3 separate regions of the Mus musculus genome follow, and regions 1 and 2 are each linked to region 3. Evidence: chromatin contacts called from public Hi-C data. All regions are on one chromosome and are shown on one strand. The core of a region is the stretch at or near the end of the contact, and the rest is flanking DNA. Distances in the headings are between cores, read along the strand shown.

Region 1 (2,700 bases), core at 178-2,677, 290 kb after region 3:
ACAAAACAAAAAACAAAGAAAGAGAGAGAGAGAGAGATAGATAGATAGATAGATAGATATGGATGTGATTGTTGCCTTGGATAACCAGCATTGCCCATGATCCCAGCATCTCTTATTTCTTGTGGAGAAAGCACTGCTATGGTGCTTAGTGGGGCTGAGCTTTGGTAAGGACCTTGAGGTAAATGTCCTCCCTGTCCTGTTTATGCGAGGGGCGTCGGGCAGATGGAAGAATATCACTTGAGGGCAGCCTGTGTCTTTCAGTTTCATCTCGTCACCTTTTTAAAGTGGGTCTACTAAAGGGGAGGGGGTCATAACCTATCTCATTATGGCTCTGCCCACAGTATAAACTGTCCAGTTAGAATGTCCTCGGATACAAAATAAACCTTCTAAACATTGTCTTTCAAATTAAAGTTATAATCAGTTCATACACATCTAAATTATGCTTGATTAAAAATCACAAATTCAGTTTTAAAAATTGTTGAATCACAGTTTGATGTAAATGAATGAGTTTGAGATGTTTGAGGAGAGCTGTTACACTGATGCTGATGGACAGGGAGAAAATCAGGTCAGCTGCTGAGGTCCTTGGGCAGTGATTCTGCAATGTTTACCTGAAGGGTTTCTCCCCCCTCCCCTCCCCTCCCCTCCCCTCCTCCCTCCCTCCCTCCCTCCCTCCTTTCTTTCTTTCTTTCTTTCTTTCTTTCTTTCTTTCTTTCTTTCTTGTCTCTTTACCCCTGCCTTTCCAAAAAAGTAAAGTTTTCTGAGCTTTTATAGGTGTGGCTGTAGCTGATCCTGTGGAATATGGAAGAAGAAATCTCATCAGCCACCTGTACTGATGTGCTACAATTTAATTTTACCAACCATGATTGGTGGGACATTATGAAGTGATAGTGACAAAGTGTCCTTCCTTGTTGATAGTGAATGGTACCTGTGGAGTTGGACCTAGAGTAAGTGCTGTGTTGTGAAGGTGAACCATCAGCGACATTGCTTAGAAATGCGCCTTCCTGGGGTGGGCTCTCATAACTTAAAGCTGGCTGTTTTAACACCGTAAACTTGAGGAGATTCACTTCATGGGGAGTAGCTCTGTGGTGGAGCGTGTGTTGAACTCTACACGGCCCAGCTCATGGACACACACATCTCTGCATATGGGCTGAGTAACATGGGATTGAGTGTTTTCTGGGCTGTAATTTTTTTTCTTAGTGGAAGATTTTGTGTCTGTGCAGGCTGACTTGTCCCCTCTGCAATGGCGAGAAGACAGGTGAGAGACAGACATTGTTCTTAACTGTTGTTGTGGCTGATCAAAGGGAGGGAAGGTGAAAGGGCTTCACCTGGGTTCAAGGGGCCCAGGTTAGGCAAGCATGGCTGGCAGAGGATGTGAAGCTGGAGGCAGAAGGCTGGTGTAGTGCAGTAGAAGTAGAAGTCAAATGTGGCCCCAGGGGCAGGTACACTTAGGATGGCCTGCCAGCAGCAGTAGTGCTTTCTGCCATCCCCCAGGGTAAGTAAGCTTCCAAGTGATTGAGCAAGCGAGCTGTGGACAAGGCGTGGTTTACTGTGAGCGTGGTTTACTGTGGGCGAGTACTTACGAGCTCAGAGTGCTCACAGCTGTGCTTCTTCTGTGGCTGATGTTCAGTCCAGTCATCGTGGCAGCACTGTGGTTGCAAGAGGGATTCTTCTGTGTTTCTGTTCTTTTTGAAGCACAGTTGATTAAAGTTTAAAAATTTTCGTATGTAATATGCAGAAAATTGTATGCAAAATAAATGAATTATTCAGCAACCTGACCTGTTCCCTAATATTATAGGAAATTCAAAAAGTTTGCTGATTGGTTCAGATTAAATAGCACTAATGAAGTACTTCTTGATTGGTGTGCTGTCTAATAACGTAGCTAGCTTTTAAATCGTGGAGTGAAGAATTAGTATCATACATCAGTTGACAGAAAATTTCATCATGTGATTAGCAAGGTAATATAAGCTAAATAGTTGGCAAATACATTTTTTTTCTTCATGAAGAAGCTTTTAAATGATGCATAGATTCAAAGCTAGCCCTCCAAATGCCAATTGAACTGCAGTACTGGTTTGTGTTCCGGGTTGTATGAGACTGTTGAGGACTAGTCCTGAATTTCTGTCCTAGAGGCTGACACCACAGTGCACCTTGACAGGTCAGTGGGGCCAGAGCTGGAAAGACCTTGGAGAGCACCGCTGGAGCCAGCAGCTCCTTCCTAGCTTTCTGCTTTTCTGGGCCTGGCTACTCCCATGCTTTCTCCAGTGCATCATCTGTGGGTGCCTTGTTAAGGCTGTGCAACTTTAATTTTTTTCCAAAACATATTTTTAATGATGGTTCTTAAACACTTTAATCTCCCTTGTAGCCGACCACCCACTAGAAGTAGTGGAAAAGAAAGGATACAGGGTAAGTGGACCTGTTAAGAAAGGTTTTTTGGAGCCACTCCCATCTGTGTTGTCTGGAAATTTGCAGTTAAGTTTGCAGGTCAGCAGCGGCAGCAGCTGGATCCACTCCCAAACACTTCACAGATGCACCAACAGTCCAGTTCCGTAGTCGAGATAGCAGGCAGTGGCACTGCCGAGCAGAGACAGGCAGGCCTCAGCCTCAGTGCTAGTCAGCAGGAGGGACCATGAGTTCTCAGTGATGCCTCAGAGAAACGAAGATCAGCAAAGATGTGAGACCCACAGGCGTTGCACAGCTAGCTAG
Region 2 (2,700 bases), core at 11-2,510, 270 kb after region 3:
CCATGTCCTCAGCAGTACAGTGCAAGTTCCACAGAATCAACATCTCCACTGTTCTCTTGAATATCCTTGCTGGGAAATGTCTAGTTCCTGAGAAGCTCCGCACTGTGCCATTTCTTCTGCAGCAGTCGGTCAGGCACTGTGCTTCCTGTCCCTATTTTATCTCAGAAGTTTTGAGGTAAAGCCTGAAAACTGCTGTCCTAGCATAGAGAAGGTGGGGCCGGGCGGGGCTGGGCAGGGCCGGGCGGGGCGGGGACTCGGAGGGCCTCGTGCTGGGGGGCACCAGAGTCTGTGATGGTCTTTACAGCTACTTGCAGCTCCACCACCAGGAGTCTGGTGAACGCTCGAGCATGTGCACTTGTGCGAGTACACACACATGCTTTTAAACAATATATACTCTGCTTCATTCTATGCTATTGACTGACAGTAAGAAATTTCCCGATACAGCCCCCATACTTTGATTGGTAACTTCCTTAAAATTTGTTGAGCTGTCTTTATTTCCTTCCTCTCCCCGTTTTTCATTTCAGTTGGGTTTTAACTTAAAAAAAAAAATGAAAAAGAAAAAAGTGTGTATGCGTACGCGCGCGCACACACACACACACACACACACACACACACACACACACTCGCCAGAGGTCATTCCTTTGGTTGTCCACACTCACTGTGCAGCTGAGGGTGACCTTGAACTTTTGATCCTCTCTTGCTCATGTGACCTAAGTACTGTGATTATAGGCCAGCCCACTCTGTGTGTGTGTGTGTGTGTGTGTGTGTCTGTGTGTGTGTGTGTCTGTGTGTGTGTGTGTGTGTGTGTGTAGCAGGTCTTCTGATTCGGTCTTTCCCATTCAGCCCCTCTGGCCTGGGGAGCCAGTGTAGGAAGGAGGTCAGTAAAGGTAAGGGTAAGCTACCCGTGTGTTCTGCACGCTGCACCCTTTAGGGACTGCCTGCAGACAGGATCTGACATTCTACCTGTCTCTAAGCAAAGCAAAATCCAGAAATAATTTCTTTTTATTATATCTTGTTAGCAAGCTATGCTATTAAAGTTTGTTTAGAAATGGAAACAAAAGCATAATTGTACCATACCATAATTATGATAAAACAATTTCAAACTGTGCCAAAATTATATATCCATATCCTTTTATTTGATAGGGTTTAGTGAGTATTCACTCTTCACAAAAGTGTTTGAGTCCTTATACAGTAGTTCTGTCTACAGAGTGTTTTAACTTCAGTAAGCAGGAAGAGCAAGGAAGATGGAGTGTGTGGGGGTGGGGTAGAATGAGGAGAGGAAACGCAAGCTGTAGCTCCTGTAGGCAGCAATCACACCCTTACATGATGTGGAGGAAGCAAGCCACCCTACTGGCCACAGGCAGTGCAGACGTGTAGAGCCTGGGAAGGAGAAGGTCAGTCCTGACGCGATGCGTAGGGCAGCCAGAGGCAGCAGCAGGTGAGCGCCAGAGAAGTAAGATCAGGTGTCTTGGACAAACTAAAGCTAGAGTGGGAAGCTGAGACAGGAGTGGAAGAACACTGTCAGTCAGGGGCTGACCACCTAAACGGCGCTGGTCACCTGCCTCCCTCCCTCATGGCCACGGTCACCTTGGGCTATTCCTGACAAGGCTCACATGGCTGTAGCCATGATTGCTGTAGCCAGTGCACTGATTATTTTATTCCTGGAAATGATGAATGCTTCCTTCTGGCTTTTTCAACTCTGCTGTAGATTTACTTTTGCAGTTATGTTGTTCGTAAGGTGGCTTCCTGTTGCTCTGTCAGAAGGATTCATAGTATCTATTTTTCTGAAGGCCATGCATAAAAGTTTACAAAAGATTGAAATTCCAGTCAGCAAGACAAAGGAGTTCCCATACAAACGCTCATCATTAGATCTGTGACTGTACATTTTGACCTTTGCCGATAGAATTTCTTCATGTCCTCTCCCCCCTCTCCCTCCCCCTCCCCTTTTCTCTCCTCAGAAAGATTTCTCTGTGTCTCTTGCCATGTAGCTTAGGCAGTCCTGGGACTCAGGGATGAAAGGGTGTGCCACCATACCTGGGTTTAGAATACTTTTTCATCAAAGAAGCAATGGGAAGATAGTACATTAAGAAATATTTGTGTCTACAGCATTTAATAGATCTGACACTTCTATGTTTAAGGCATCATTGATCTGAGCCAATTGTCTTTGAAAATAGACTTCTTCATGAAGACATTAAACACACTCCTTTTAGTAGCCAACTCCCTTCACTGACTTTGGTTGTTGTAAACCTGGTTAAGAAGTTTAGGCAGACTTCCTTGGGATTCTCCATAGGTCTAGTTTTCTTATAGCAGTTAGGTGATCCCCGTCAGGAGTGAGACAGTGCTGAGTTCCCACGAGGGGAGACTTCTGTGTACTCATTCTGACCCTCAGAATTGAGATCTAATAGGTCTCATTGGGAAGAAGAAGCAGCACATCACATAATCTCGGGTGGGGCAGCCTGAGGCCATGTGACTAGGAAGCAGGAGGCCTCTATTTGTAGTCTAGACTAGCTGGTTCAGGACAGATTATCTTTCTCCATTCTCAGAGCTTCAGTAAGGATGGAATCTACAGAGACTTCAAGTATTGGCACAGGGAGAAGACCTTACAGGTCAGGGTAGGAATATCCAGGCTTAGAGATGTTGTGTACCTGAGTTGTGAAGGTTGTGGTCAAGTGCCACAGGATTCTGACGGAGCAGCAGGCA
Region 3 (2,770 bases), core at 247-2,746:
GGTTGGACATGCAGCCAGGGCCTTGGGCTTGCCAAGGCTCTCACGATGTACTTAGCTGAGCCTTCGTCCAGTTTATTTACCTGATCAGATAGCCTAGCAAAGTGCTCAGCCAAATTCATTTAGCCCTGGGCCTGCCTGCCTGCCCGCCCCCCCCCCCTCTCTGTGTGTGTGTGTGTGTGTGTGTGTGTGTGTGTGTGTGTCTGTCATGTCTTCTCTTTCTCACTCTCTCTGTCTCTGTCTGTCTGTCTGTACACAATGCAGATAATAACAACTGGTGTCTAGTGTGTAGGCAGCAAGCTTCCTGGAGCACTGGGGACTCACAACGGGGTGGGCCCTAATAACCAGCTACACTGGGCATGGCAGAGAGCAGTCTTTGGAGCAAGAAGCCAGGGCAGGTATGCAGGTATGCAGGTATGCTGTTTGTAAACACTTCTGAGTGGAGGAAGCATGTGACTTCCGGCCAGTCTGAAGGAGGCACTGAGTGGGACTGGAAAGCAGGCTCTGGCTGCTTGGATCCTAGCTCCAGGCTGAGCCTCAGCTCCAGGCAGTAGCTACAGAGCCAGGCAAGATGCAGAGGTCTCCTCTGGCTTTGCTCCAGGTGCTGCCCCACTGAGGAAGATGTGGGTCTTAGGGTGATGCAGCAGGGAGAGCAGAGTGGGTGCAATCCCCACTCAGGGACCTGCAACCCCTGCACAGTTTTCCTAGGCAGAGGGCAGGAGGCTGGCAGGAGGAGGCTAGTAGTCTCACATTCACTGGGGACCCTTACTGTGTGGTGGTGAGCTCCAGAAAAAACAGCTCCCCGTTTTCAGACTTATCCTAGAGAGTTCTCTGCTTCTGTCTAAGTGTCTGCACAGACAAAAGAAATTCTGAACGTCCCCAAATAACCTGGGGGTCACTGGCCTCCTCCTCCCTGGCCTACCAGCTACAGATCTTCTTGTCTCCCCGTACTTTAGTATTTGTTCCCTCCCCTTCTGGGGGAACACACCAATCTTTGGGAGGGAGGGGGAGTCTCACCCTGTCTGTGTGGTTTGTCTAGACTTTGGCTGCAGCTAAAGGCCCAGGACCTCGTTCATTCCCCCCACCCCGGTCAGAGCCTATCAGAGCCCTCTGGCCCCAGCCCCTGGACTTTTGCAGTGAGCACCAGGAGAAAGAGAGATGTGCCCCGTGAGGCAATGTGTTCAACAGGTAGAGTTTCTATCTAAACAGGAAACCAGAACAAAGCAAATCCAAACCAAACAGATGCAGAGGGGATGTGTTCTAGACTTTTTCACTGAGGACCTGGATCCAGCCATGACGGAAGCTCTTCCGACCCTCCCTTCTGATGGAGACAGTCCCAACCATTTTGTATCTGGTGGGGGCTGGGAGGTGGGGGCGGTGCTTTTATGCCAGGATTGGGTCCTTTTGCAACTGAAACCTCGTGACTAATACACAGGTCCCTTAACCTTTGTAACTTCCTGTTTCCCCATCCACCAGGTTTCTCTGAAAATCTGTACATCATCCCTTTAACAAATCTAAAAAGCGGAGCCCTGAGGGGGTGTTGGTTATGAGAGCTTCTAGGCATTTTCTCAGTTGGGGTGTGTCTGTGTATGTGCACATGTGTGTATGGGTATGTGTGCACATGTGTGTATGTGCGCGTCTATACACATACGCTGGGGGTGGGTCAGAGATTGATGTTGGGGTATCGTTGTCTATCACATTTTACCTTGTGTTTAGAAACTCAGTCTCTCATTGAATCTGAGTTTGAGGTTTCATTGAGGCTGGCCGGCCAGCCACCTCCAGGGGTCAGCTCGTCTCTGTTCCTCTCCGCTGGGCCACTTGCTAGTTTTAAGGTAAACAAAACAAGGAGTGGTTAGTGTCAGTCTCACTTTATTGTACAAAAGAGGAAGAGTGTGACAGACAAATGTCTGTTACAAACAGGAATGGAGAAAGTGGAAGGAAGCCACATGCTAACCAGAAATACCAGGGGCATTGCAAGCAGTGACACCATGTTGGAGTTTACCGTTAGATTCAAGGGAGATGGCAAAACTCCTACTATGAACACTGGGTCAGAGCCAAGGTCATATATGTCACCAGCTTGGCAAGGCCATAGAAAACCTGTACAAGTGTGTGTGTGTGTGTGTTTGAGTGTGTGTATGTGACTACGTGTGATTGTATATAAGTGTGTGTATGTGACTACGTGTGATTGTGTATAAGTGAATGTATGTGTGTGTGTGAGACTGTGTGTAAGTGTGGTGAGTGTGTATGTTTGTGAATGTGTGTATGTGACTATGTGTAAGTGTGTGTGTTAAATATGTGGGGTAACTATATGTGTGTGAGTATATGTGACTGTGTGTAAGTGTTTGAGGTAAGTGTGAGTATATATGACTGTGTGCAAACACTTACACACAGTGTAAGTTAAGTGTGTGGGGTGACTGAATAAGTGTGTAGGATAGGGAGGGTGAATGTGTGTGACTGTAAGTGTGTGTGGTGAGTGTGTATGTTTGTGAGTGTGTGTATGAGACTGTATGAATGTGTGTCTAAGTGTGTGGGATAAGTATATGTGTATGTGACTGTGTGTAAGTGTGTAAATGTGTGGGGTGACTATATAAGTGTGTAGGGAAAGTGTATGTGTGTGTCTGTGTGTGTGTGTGTGTGTGTGTGTGTGTGTGTGGATGGATGAGTGTGTGTGTGCATATGACAGAAGGATTGGGGGAATGGTGGTTCAGAACTCTTAAGCAATCATTTGGGTTCCCAGCCAGCTTCGTGTGTGAGGCCATGTCTTCCCGGAAAG

What was found. Hi-C and Micro-C count contacts between places; a contact is called where the count stands out from the background.
Region 1: a Hi-C map of bone marrow-derived macrophages shows a contact between it and region 3, with 19 read pairs. The contact joins two enhancer-like sites. A contact is called at or near these places in 1 of 15 datasets of contacts at CTCF or cohesin (the NIH/3T3 cell line), 6 of 484 Hi-C or Micro-C datasets (bone marrow-derived macrophages, cerebral cortex, nephron progenitors and 2 more), 5 of 115 datasets of contacts at active chromatin or transcription factors (the 230-238 cell line, bone marrow-derived macrophages, embryonic basal ganglia and 2 more) and 1 of 9 other capture datasets (embryonic stem cells).
Region 2: a contact with region 3 is called in a Hi-C map of bone marrow-derived macrophages, with 2.0 times the contacts expected there. The contact joins two enhancer-like sites. A contact is called at or near these places in 1 of 15 datasets of contacts at CTCF or cohesin (the NIH/3T3 cell line), 3 of 484 Hi-C or Micro-C datasets (bone marrow-derived macrophages and neutrophils) and 8 of 115 datasets of contacts at active chromatin or transcription factors (the 230-238 cell line, bone marrow-derived macrophages, embryonic basal ganglia and 3 more).

The regions. Positions count from the first base shown.
Region 1 is chr5:118,662,689-118,665,388 of GRCm38.p6, forward strand. The region is part of intron 2 of Med13l (mediator complex subunit 13-like); the gene reads left to right. Among named protein-coding and RNA genes, the nearest start is that of Med13l, 100 kb to the left of the region's middle. Within about 2 kb of position 1,428, at least 47 of the 459 cell types and tissues checked have an H3K27ac peak or open chromatin away from gene starts, as enhancers often do. A contact at or near this core is called in bone marrow-derived macrophages, where this site is marked.
Region 2 is chr5:118,644,026-118,646,725 of GRCm38.p6, forward strand. The region is part of intron 2 of Med13l (mediator complex subunit 13-like); the gene reads left to right. Among named protein-coding and RNA genes, the nearest start is that of Med13l, 85 kb to the left of the region's middle. Within about 2 kb of position 1,261, at least 19 of the 459 cell types and tissues checked have an H3K27ac peak or open chromatin away from gene starts, as enhancers often do. A contact at or near this core is called in bone marrow-derived macrophages, where this site is marked.
Region 3 is chr5:118,374,720-118,377,489 of GRCm38.p6, forward strand. It overlaps Gm30604 (a long non-coding RNA gene), which reads right to left. Exons shown (of 6, transcript XR_878721.1): 4 at 1,703-1,818. Among named protein-coding and RNA genes, the nearest start is that of Gm30604, 4.8 kb to the right of the region's middle. Within about 2 kb of position 1,497, at least 91 of the 459 cell types and tissues checked have an H3K27ac peak or open chromatin away from gene starts, as enhancers often do. A contact at or near this core is called in bone marrow-derived macrophages, where this site is marked.